2 separate regions of the Mus musculus genome follow, and region 2 is linked to region 1. Evidence: chromatin contacts called from public HiChIP or PLAC-seq data. All regions are on one chromosome and are shown on one strand. The core of a region is the stretch at or near the end of the contact, and the rest is flanking DNA. Distances in the headings are between cores, read along the strand shown.

Region 1 (5,381 bases), core at 394-2,893:
AGGCATTAAAAATCACCACAGTTACCACATGAGTTTCTAAACCACCCAGGGGATCAAGTGACCAGAGTGGACATACGTGCTCGGGATGGAGGCCAGCGGTAGAGCGCTCATCCAGCACGCATGGTTCCCCAGAAGCAGTAAATCGAAGAAATAAGTAAATGAATGAGGTATAGTACGTCCCATAAACATCTTTCTTATTGACCATCTAAGCTATTTTCACATTGCTCTGACCAAATGCCTGACAGAAATAACTTGAGAGGAGGAAGGTTTGCTTGGGCTCACAGTCTCAGAGAGTTTCAGTCCACTACCAGGAGAGAAGGATGCTGACCAAGGATCTCAGCACCCAGCAGCCAGAGCCCAAGGTAGAGGCTGTTCACATCACGATAGACCAAACCCAAATGGCACAATAGGGAATGAGGATGCAGCTACAGCCCCCAGAGACCTGACTTAAGTGACTCATTTCCTCCTCTGGCAGAAGCAGCCACTGTCCTTTACCACCCTGTGGTTGATCAGACGAATCTTGAACAATTTCAACAAGAAACAAATGTCACCTTCCTTCACACATCCCTAATGCATTCACACCCATGGCCATACATTTATTTATATCTTATGAACCTTACAGTGTGTCACACATAAATTGTAACATCCCATTAACTGTAAATTTGCTGGGTCTGGAGGACTTCTGAGAGCCAGGATCAAGGTGTGGTGGTTTAAGAGAGAGGAGGGACCAGATAGGAAAGGCTTTGCTGTCTCCCATCTGAGCAATAAGCTAGCTCTGCCAAAGGGGTGGAAACAGCACCCTACTCCAAGGTGTGGCCTGTGCAAAGGTCCTGAGGCAGGAGCGAGGGAGGCATCTTACACAGGAGATGGGCTACACTCTCTACCATCCAATCCCGGAGGATGCTGTAAACGAGGTCTTTAGCCACATCCCCCAACAGTTCACCACCTCGGGCCACCCAGCTCTGGCCACAGAGAGGATGTGAAGGGCTGGTTTGATTAGATCACTGTCAGCCAGCAGACCTGAGGTTAATTACAGTTCTCTTCTGAGTCTATAGCCTTGCTCACAGCCCTTTGTATGTGTTCTCGGACTTGTGCATGTATGTGTGTGCACACCTGATGTGTGTGGTTGGCCCCCAGGATGCATTGGGTGGTTGGGTTTGCTGGGGGGGGGGGGGGCGGGCGCTGGTGGAGAGGCTGGGCCGAGTGTGTGTGTGTGTGTGTGGGGGGGGTGTGCCCTGGATTTCTCTTCCAGTTCTGAGCCTTGTCTTGTCTGGTGCACTCAAAGAAGAGCGCGCTTAACAAGCATTACGGGACACAAATAATTCCTCTTTTCTCCTGTCTGCCTATTCTTCGCTGCCTCTTTTCTTGTAAATCCTGCTCCTTGCATGTGAATGGAAGGGTGGCTTCATGTGGGACCTTTAATCAGACCCCCGGTAGGGTCCAGGAGGGCAGAGTGCCCGAGGGATTACCTTTTATTTTAGGGGTTTTGGGCCCTGGTCCTGCGGTCCCCCTCCCCCTCCCCTGCTCTGTTTTTCCTCCCGCGCGTTTGTTCTTGGCAGCAGCGAGGAAGGGAGGCTTAGGGATGGGGAGGGGGTTTACAAACTTAAGGGGATCGGGGCCTATTCAGCCGGCCTTGCGCGCAGACTTTCGCCTTTTGTTCTGAGCCCATTCTTCATCTGATTTCTTCACTCCGGTAAAAGCACTTTAATTCCCCTTTAGACACAGAGAATCCGTCCTCTTCCCCTCCCGCCCTGCGCCGCACCCCCCCCACACCCCCCAGTTCACTCTCTCAACCCCTTTATGCTGCGCCCTCCTCCGCCCCAACAAAGACCCAACAACGCTGCAAAGTATTTCTTTCAGCGATGATCCGGGAGGCTGTGGAGAATCCGGAGGGGGGAGGGGAGGAGGGGGAGAAGCGGAGGACAGTGCCCTTCTTGGGGACCAGCCACTCCCCCCAACCCCCGACAGACTTGGGGAGGCTGCTGACTTAAGGCTGCACCCGCTTTTGATCAGCCCTAAGGTGGCTTTGTAGAGGTGGCACGTGGGTGGGGAGGGAAAAGGCAGGTGTGAAGGTGGCCGAGTGACAGGCGCCTCGTGACAGGCAATAGAGATGTCTCCGCTGGATGTGGGCTTTGTCAGCTTCCTTGAAAAGCCAGAGAGGCATCTAGCCGGGGAGGCACTGGGGTATCTATCGTGACTCAGATGTCCCAAATCTAACTGAGGACATTCCTGGTCAGCATCCTGGCTGGACCATTTCATTCACTGAGCCTGGGATCCGGCTAGGGACTGTCAGCACCCATCAAAGATGTTCACTTGGGCAGCAGGGTGGTTCAGTCAGCAAAGGTGCTTGCTGCAGAGTGTGCCTGATCTCTGAGACCCAAATGGTAGAAGGAGAGAAGAGACTTCTGCAGGTTTTCTTACTATGATGTAGCCATGTTCTACCATGTGGCCATGGTTTGCATGCCCATAACATATGGATGGATGGATGGATGGATGGACAAAAAAATTAAAATTTTATGGTCTTGGCAGAAAGCACAAAACTGCAAAAAAGGAAAAGAGGTTGCATATTTCAAAATTAACAGACACCAGGTATCAAATATATACAAGTTGTTGTTGTGAATCTTAGTTGGTTTCATTCAGACAGAATCTCACACTGTAATCTAGGCTGGCTTCAAACTCACACCAATCCTCCTGCCTCAGCCTCTGAGAGTTAGAACGTCCAGCAGGGCACCGCCAGATCCCAGCAATGCAATCTATTTTATATCATGTTCGGACTGGCTTGCAAAAATTCCATGGAATTGGGAAACAGTTCCCTGGGTTGGAAGCATTGCTTTCTCTGCCCTGGGTGACCAGCTCCCTGGCTTCTGCTCCCTTCCTTCCCATTCTGTAAGGAATGAATGAACACACCCCTTACCCTACTGCTAGGCAGTACCAGGAATTTCTGTGGTCTCCTCTGAGCCTTTCAGTCTTTGCAAATGTCACTGGATCCCCAAATATAATCTTTTTCCTCCCAAATAATTTTGATACTATTTACTGTATACCCCTCCATTATTTTCTGATTATTTATTTGTATGTGTGTATGCGTATGAACACATGCATGCCATGACACGCAGGTAGTGATCAGAGGGCAACTTGTGGGAACTGGTTCTCTCCATGCACCATGTGGGTCCCTGGGAATTGAACTCAGGCTGTCAGGCTTGGCAGCAAGCGCCTTGATTTCCCCATCTATGAAATGGGGACAGACAGATTGGCCAGGTTTTTAATTTTCTTAGGGGGAGAGAGAGAGAGAGAGAGAGAGAGAGAGAGAGAGAGAAACTATCACACTGCCTTCCATCCGCAGACAAAGCCTGGCTATCTCCTCTCCTTCTACCCAGGCCTGAGAGAGATGAATCTTCTCTTCTAGAAAATGCCTACAAATTGAGCAGGGTCTATTTAAGGGAAAGCGGGCCAGGGCAGTAATAGTCCAATTGGGAGTATGAACGAGAAAAAGAGCGGCTCCTCTCCATGTCCGAGGATGGGCAATTACTGCCAGGCATTTTTCGGATAAAATAGAAGACAGAGAAATCGCAACCAGGAGCCCCAATTATGGCAAGTCATTCTTGGGCCGAAAAACTGCTACCCCATGTTCAGCTGCAGACTGCAGTGCGTGTGTGCGTGGTATGTGTGTGTGAGAGAGTGTGTGCATATGTGTGTGTGTGCATGCATGTGTGCATGTGTGTGTCCACGTGTGAGTGTGTGCATGTGTGTGAGATGTGTGTGTGAATATGTGAGAATGTGTGCATGTGTGTGTGAGTGTGTATGTGCCAAAAAACTGCTACCCCATGTTCAGCTGCAGACTGCAGTGTGTGTATGTGTGCATGGTATGTGTGTGTGAGAGAGTGTGTGCATCTGTGTAGGTATGCGTGTATGCATGTGTGTGGCTAAGAGTGTGTGTATGTATGTGTGCATGTGTGAGTGTGTATGCATGTGTGTGAAAGTGTATGTAAGTGTGTGTGTGCTGAAAAACTGCTACCCCGTGTTCAGCTGTAGACTGCAGTGTGTGTGTGTGTGTGTGTGTGTGTGTGTGCATGGTGTGTGTGTGTGAGAGAATATGTGCATGTGTGTGGGTATGTGTGCATGTGTGAGTGTGTGTGCATGTGTGTGAGAGTGTGTGTGAGTATGTGTGTGTGAGAGACTATGTGTGAGTATGTGAGAGTGTATGCATGTGTGTGTATGTGTGTGAATGTGTGTATGTGTGAGTTTGTGCATGTGTGTGACTATGTGTGTGTGTATGTGAGAATGTGTGCATGTGTATGTGTGCATGTGTGCGTGAGTATGTGTGTGTGAGAGACTATGTGTGAGTGTATATGTATGTGAGAGAGAGAGAGAGAGTGTGTGTGTGTGTGTGTGTGTGTGTGTGTGTGTGTGTGCATGTGTGTGTGTATGTTTGTCAGGGGTGGGGTGGGGTGAGGTGAGCAGGGCAGGGCATGAGATGATGAGGTCAAAGGGAGAATGTGAGAATTTAGCAGGGGCAGTGTCTAACCTTTCTGAGTGCCAAGGCTGCGTTGGGGGGCCGGGGATGAGGGGATGGTTTAGGAGCTCCTGTGGGCTCTGCTCCCTCCTGGCTGGTGTGGGATGAGTCTATCACTTCCTGTGCTGTCTTTGCTGTCCAGCCCACAAGATGTCTCTTAAATAAAGCAAGGATCCCTCACCATGTGAACTTCTGGACCGGAGGACAGAGCTTGCCAGCATCTGAAGCTACAATGGACGTCTCTAGGAAGTGAAATGCTTGTATATGTATCCAACAACACCCCAAAAATAATCTCAATTACAGAGCTGTCAGATTCCATGCTGCAGTTCCCAGGATGCCCCTTGCCTGACAGTCAAGAAGAATTGCAGAGCCATACTATAGAACCTGTACATCTTCAGTAACAACAACAAACAGAAACCACAGGTATGTAGAGGGAGGCCAGCACAAACCATAGGTCTATTTTTTTTAAAAAACCCAACACATATATGATTCAGTTTACAAGAATGCAGTCTAACCAGGCACAACAGTGACGGTTGCCAGGAGAGAACTGAAGGCTAAGAGGCAGATAGAGAGGAAGGGAGGGAGGAGGAACACTGAAAAACAGGAAGCAGGACTTGGCTCTAGGTGGCCAGAATGGCACCTTCAGCCACTGTGTAAGTACCTCAGAGGAAGATTAGCCTTGGAAGCCTTGGCCACCCCCTGCTGGTGCCAGAGAAGGACCTTCCCAAGACCTTCTCTGGGACACCAGGGGTCATCCATGCCCAGATGCCCACAACAGGGGTCAGGAGAGGTCGCCCGGATTCCTTAGGGAACTGGTTATTGTCACCTAGAGATGATCTTGGGAGACATACCCCCCTCAAAAAACAAACAA
Region 2 (5,213 bases), core at 163-2,662, 110 kb before region 1:
GCTAATCACGCCCCCTCAGTGCCTGGAATTCAGACTCACAAAGCCAGTCTGGGTGCCGGGTGGAAACGGGCAGAAAGCGCAGCTACCAAAAAAAAAAAAAAAAAAAAAAAAAAAAAAAAAAAAAAAAAAAAAAAAAAACCCACGCGTTTCTAGGCTGCCCCATAGCATTTCTCATTTTGGGAAACTGAGGCCCACAGAGACACTGGGTCCTGGCCTGCCTTGAGGGGCTGTATGGACTTGGGAAGGGAGATCTCAGAACAGATCGGCTGATTTTCACCTTCTACTTCTTCAGTGCCTCTCCAACTAGGAAGAAAATTAATCGGGTGAGGGTGGTGGGGGGCCAGGGGAAGGTTCTCATCGCCCATCTCCAGGAGATCCCTTCTTAGCTAGGGTCCTTTGGAAGTGAGAAGTTCCTGTTTGTCCTCAGATTACCCTCTGGGTTTAGGATTTACTGTGTGGAACAAGAAGCTCCTAGCTGCTCTGAACTCCCGACACATCTTTGGGATCTGGACAGGGGAGTCTTGAGGCTTCTGTCCTGGGGACTCAGGTGTCGGGGGAAGGGGCCCAGAGCAAGTTGCCGAGCTTCCGGGCCTCTGCCATCTGACCGATCTCTGCTGCTGCCTGGCAGACCCAAGGTGAAGCAGCCAAACAGCCTCCTCCTTTCCCTCGACTCAACCTCAGCATCCCACAAGCAGAGGACAGGGCTTGAGGAGGGCAGACTGCCTATCTGCCCACCCCCACCTCCCAAGCTGGGGTGGGTCTCTTGGTCCCTTAATTCCCAAGGAGCCAGAGTAGAGCTCGGGCCAGCCAGTGGTAGGCAGCAGGGCGCGGCGGGGCCTCTTACCTGAAAAAGTCGTTTTTACAGTATAGCTTGCCTTCCCGTGAGAAGCACTTCTCCGAGAGGTTGGTTTTGCACTCGCAGCATTGAACACATTTGATATGCCACGCGCGGTCTAGTACGTTCAGCAGAAAGCGGTCGAGGATGGGCCGCTCACAGCCAGCACAGTGCACCATCATAGCCGCGCGCCCCGGCGGCTCGGGCCGCCTCGTCCTCCTTGGGGCCCCTGGGCCCTTAGGCCCTCTCGGTCCCCGCTGCTGTGGCTCTCAGCCTTCCTAGTCTGTAGGCGAGTCTGTAGGGGCGAGTCCGTTACGGATCAACCAAGACTTCTCGGGGTCAAGTCCTCCGACGCTCTCCGGCCTGGCGCTGCACTGCCCAGAGTGGCGTGGAGGGCGGCAGCGGTCACAGCCTCATGTCACGGGTCGCGACCGGGCGCTCGCTCCAGCTTCGAGCAGGTGTCCTCGGCGGCTGCTGGCTTCGGCACTGGCGAGCGGCTTTCCCGGTTGGCGGAGGCGCCGGCACTTTCCCCCACTTTCAAGCGGTCCCGATCCTCATCTTTGTCTGGCCGCCGCCTAATTCGCGCATCCTTATTCAGATTTGGTGACGTGGTGCGGCACGTAGGGGGCCGGGCGGCCAATGGGCGCGCCGTGGCCATAGCAACCTCTTAAATTTATAGCATATCTAAATTGGCTACAGCGTTGCGGTCAGGGCAGAGCAAAAAAAACAAGACATCAGTATTGCCGAGTATTTGCTAGTACCTGTTCCCAAGCTAAGTAAGTATTTACCTTCTAGTTTGGGTCTGGAGGGGTGGGGGCGCGATGCGAAAACCAGGGTTCTTTTTCTCTCCCATCACAAATAATTTTGGGGGGCAGGGTTCCAAGGCCTAGCCAGGGAGAAACCTCCCACCAGGTTCGCCACCCTCGCAACCTGTAGAAGTTGCCCAGGCAGGGAGTGCGCTGTGGTCCCCCTGCTTCCGAACCCGCCCAGCTCCCTCTTGCTTTAGACTGCGGCTCGCTCGGGCTCTGAGCGTAGGAGCTGGGAGACCCGGCACTTCTCCCTACGGTGGCTTCTTTTGTCACTCACGGGGCTAGGGCCCAGCAGGGCTTTTCTCACCAAGAGACTGAGGGCGGGAAGCTTGGGTACTTCTGTGCCTCCCTCCCCCACCCCTATCCAGGTTGACTCAGGGATGTCACCTCGCCTGGTCTTGGGAATCCCGAAGGTCGTTTCTAAGTGCCTAGCTCACTCGGCACTGGGGGAGGTGTGGCGAAAGGGGTGGTCTACCTCGGATGGGTGTTCCGGCAGGTTGAGAGGAGGCTGAAGCTCACTACATCTGTCTTGGCCACATCGTCCATATTCCAGGTCAGGCTGGCGGGAACCGTGGTGAGTGGGTCGCTCGATAGAGCGAGGGAAGCTGGCCACAGCCGGGCGTCATAGGCACTCCCGGGCCCCCCGAGATGCTCTAAGTCTGGCCCTCTCCTAGAGCCAAAGGCAGCTTCGCAGGTGTGTGGGTACCAGCAGGTGTACTCTGAGGAGGGGCGCGTGGGCCTGGAGGGGAGAAAAGGGATCAGGCCTTGTTTCTGCGAGGCCAACCAGGCCACCGCTTGCTTTGGACGAGGTAGGGCTGGGAGAGTGTTTTGGGATATTTCCTTGCTGCTGGGAAGAACGCTGATGGTGCGGGGCTGGGGCCTAAGGGTTGGAGCCATAGAGGAATTGTGCCAAGACTTGGCTGTGGGTGTTTGTTTGGGCGTATTTACTGAGTTTGTTAGCAAATATCCACTGCTTGAAAACTCTCTATTTATAGTGTGTTCGCGATCAAACCCTGGGACGTGGAGGGATTTTTTTTTATTTTTGTTTCTTTTTCTTTTTTCTTTCTTTTTTTGGCATGTAAAATTTCTCGTTTATAATTTCCTGTTAACATGTGCATTACCTTTCTTTCTTTCTTTCTTTCTTTCTTTCTTTCTTTCTTTCTTTCTTCCTTCCTTCCTTTCTTTCTTTCTTTCTTTCTTTCTTTCTTTCTTTCTTGTTGGTCTGTGTCTCTATGTGTCTGCTTACATGGGTCGACTGGGTGTGTGAGGAAATGCTTGTTTGTAAAGTCACTCACAAGCATGTGTTTATTCTGACATGCTGCAGGTGTATTTTAATGTCTGAGTGTGAGTGTGTGTGTGTGTGTGTAGATATGAATATTCCTACTAGAGATCCTATGTGTGACAGAACTGGGCTGTGTGATCCCTGGCACTGAATTTTGTAGATGTGTGTGTGGTGTTTGGACAGTAAATTTTTATTTACACAACTCTTGTAGAAGTGGGGGAAATGTTTGTGTATCAGTAGCAGGGATTCTCCTCATGGATTAGGGGGAAAGACTTGAAGAGTCTCATCAGCGGAGCCTTTTGGGAGACGGTTCCCCGCAACTTGGGTAGCCTCTGTATGTGGGTACATCACCTGGTCGCTCTTTTGTCAAGGAGACTGAGTACCTGCAGTGTAGTGTAGTGTAGTGTAGTGTAGTGTAGTGTAGTGTAGCAACCAGGACCAAGCAGACTGGATCACACCCGGGGCCTCCTAGGCCTGTGGAGAGAGATTCTTGAAGCCTCTAAAAGAAGCTCTGTGGCAGTGCCCAGCCTGTTTGCCTGGGGGCCTAGATGCTCCCAGAGAGCAGAGAGATGAGGAAGGGCCCAGAGAAGACAGGAGTCATGTAGGCTGCCAGCTGAGGCGAACCCACTGCCCCTCTGCCTTTGTTTCTTGGAGCCCCCCACCCAACCCCATCTTCTTGATTCTCCTGGAGTGCTTCCCTCTTTAACTCAGTGGCTTGCACCTCTTTTCCTGTTCCCCTGGCCCCAAACCTTCCTCTCCTTCTTTCTCTATTTCCCTCTCTCCCATGGTTTCTTTCTCCCTCTGCCTTTTTGCCCTATTTGGAGTCTGGCATCCATCAAAACACTTCAAAGGCCTCTTCCCATTATGCATTGCTGTTGAGATGTGTGGAGAAAAACTCACACCCTGACACTACAGTCCCTCAACCCCCCTCCTCCTCCTCTTCCTCTTCTTCCTCCTCCTCCTCCTTCTCCTCTTCCTCCTCCTCCTCTTCCTCCTCCTCCTCTTCCTCCTCCTCCTCCTCCTCCTCCTCCTCCTCCTCCTCCTCCTCCTCCTCCTCCGCATCCCTCCTCTATCCATTTGTGGCCACACACTCCCTCAAGTCACCACAATGAATAGCCAGAGTTCTGCCCATCCAGCCCCGGCTGAGTCTTTACTCTTGGACAAACCCATCAGCTGACTTCTCCTGGAATGTCAACGTGTAGTCCACGCCCCAGCAACTGAATGCCAAACCAGGGAGAGAACTGTCGTGGAGAGCAACTACCCTGGGAGTCCCCCAAGTCTGGCTGTGGGTGGGCCACCTGGGGCTGAGCCGGATGGTTGTAGCATTTGAGGGTTGGTTGGGCTTACAGAAGGCCCACAAGGGCTCAAAGGATTGGCCTACACACAGCCCTTCAGAGTCACCTGGGTGTTTCACCCATTCATGTGGTCCAGCCCCATTTACAGACACCCCCCCCACACACACACACACAAACACAAGCCAGCCTGGCAGCCACCACAGCTTCCTCCACATCACTATAGCTTTCGGAAAAATAGCAGACCAGCTATTTTATATATTATCCCGCCCCAACAGCACTGACAGATGGCCACCCGGCAGTGAAATTCCCTCCTATATGTAACTAATAAACGCTTCTGTCTTAACAGGGTGATGCGCCAAGACTCAATGTCACTTATACAGGATGTTGATGGAATTTACTATATAAAAAAAATCTCCCTTCTAGAGTAAAGAGTATCAACATTACAGCTCGACAGACGGTGCGGGGATAAATGAAACAGACAAAAGACAAACAAGATAATAATCTGTTTCCAATCACTTAAGCCCTGTAGAGTTAGTAAAATGTTGCTTGCATATTCCCCCTTGAGTTCGGTAATTAATTACTGGCGAAGAGACGCACACCTCCCGACTGGAGTGGGAGCTTCCAGGCCCGGAGAGTCTGGGCTTGGGGGGGTGTCTTTCTCGCGGTCTCCAGCTGGGGACACTGGACAGCAGTGGAGGAAGGAGGTGCCTCTTGCGCAGGCCGAGAAGAACCTTTTCCTCGTCGCACCTATACTCCTCTCCCCGTGCCTCTGAGATTCTTCAACTAACAAGAAAGGGGCCCATCTCCGATTGCCTGAGTCCTTCTAAGTCTTCTTAAGTCTCGGATCCATCAGAATGGCCTGATTTTTTTTTTTTTTTGAGAAGGGGCAGACTGGAGGCTCCAACAGCGCGCGCGCGGGGCGGGGGCGGGGGTGGGGAAGGGGAAGGGGAAATCCAGGAGCTTTGCCCCTGCCCTTTTCTCCCGGAAGCATC

The links. HiChIP or PLAC-seq counts read pairs in DNA pulled down with a chosen protein or histone mark.
Region 2: a contact with region 1 is called in an H3K4me3 HiChIP or PLAC-seq map of embryonic forebrain, with 2.8 times the contacts expected there. The contact joins the promoter of Lhx5 here to the enhancer-like site in region 1. A contact is called at or near these places in 2 of 39 promoter capture datasets (HPC-7-derived erythroid cells and neural stem cells), 12 of 484 Hi-C or Micro-C datasets (CD8 T cells, the G1E-ER4 cell line, embryonic fibroblasts and 4 more), 13 of 115 datasets of contacts at active chromatin or transcription factors (craniofacial prominence, embryonic forebrain, embryonic hindbrain and 5 more) and 3 of 9 other capture datasets (adipose tissue, embryonic stem cells and pancreatic islet).

What each region holds. Positions count from the first base shown.
Region 1 is chr5:120,318,758-120,324,138 of GRCm38.p6, reverse strand. No RefSeq gene overlaps it. Among named protein-coding and RNA genes, the nearest start is that of Gm31836, 86 kb to the right of the region's middle. Within about 2 kb of position 1,643, at least 25 of the 459 cell types and tissues checked have an H3K27ac peak or open chromatin away from gene starts, as enhancers often do. A contact at or near this core is called in CD8 T cells, embryonic forebrain and female germline stem cells, where this site is marked.
Region 2 is chr5:120,428,085-120,433,297 of GRCm38.p6, reverse strand. Lhx5 (LIM homeobox protein 5) reads right to left here and starts at 1,412. Exons shown (of 5, transcript NM_008499.5): 1 at 845-1,412. The coding sequence starts at 1,017. Gm27199 (predicted gene 27199) reads left to right here and starts at 1,531. Exons shown (of 2, transcript NR_166585.1): 1 at 1,531-1,611. It overlaps Gm31976 (a long non-coding RNA gene), which reads left to right and starts at 1,618. Exons shown (of 2, transcript XR_878743.1): 1 at 1,618-2,218.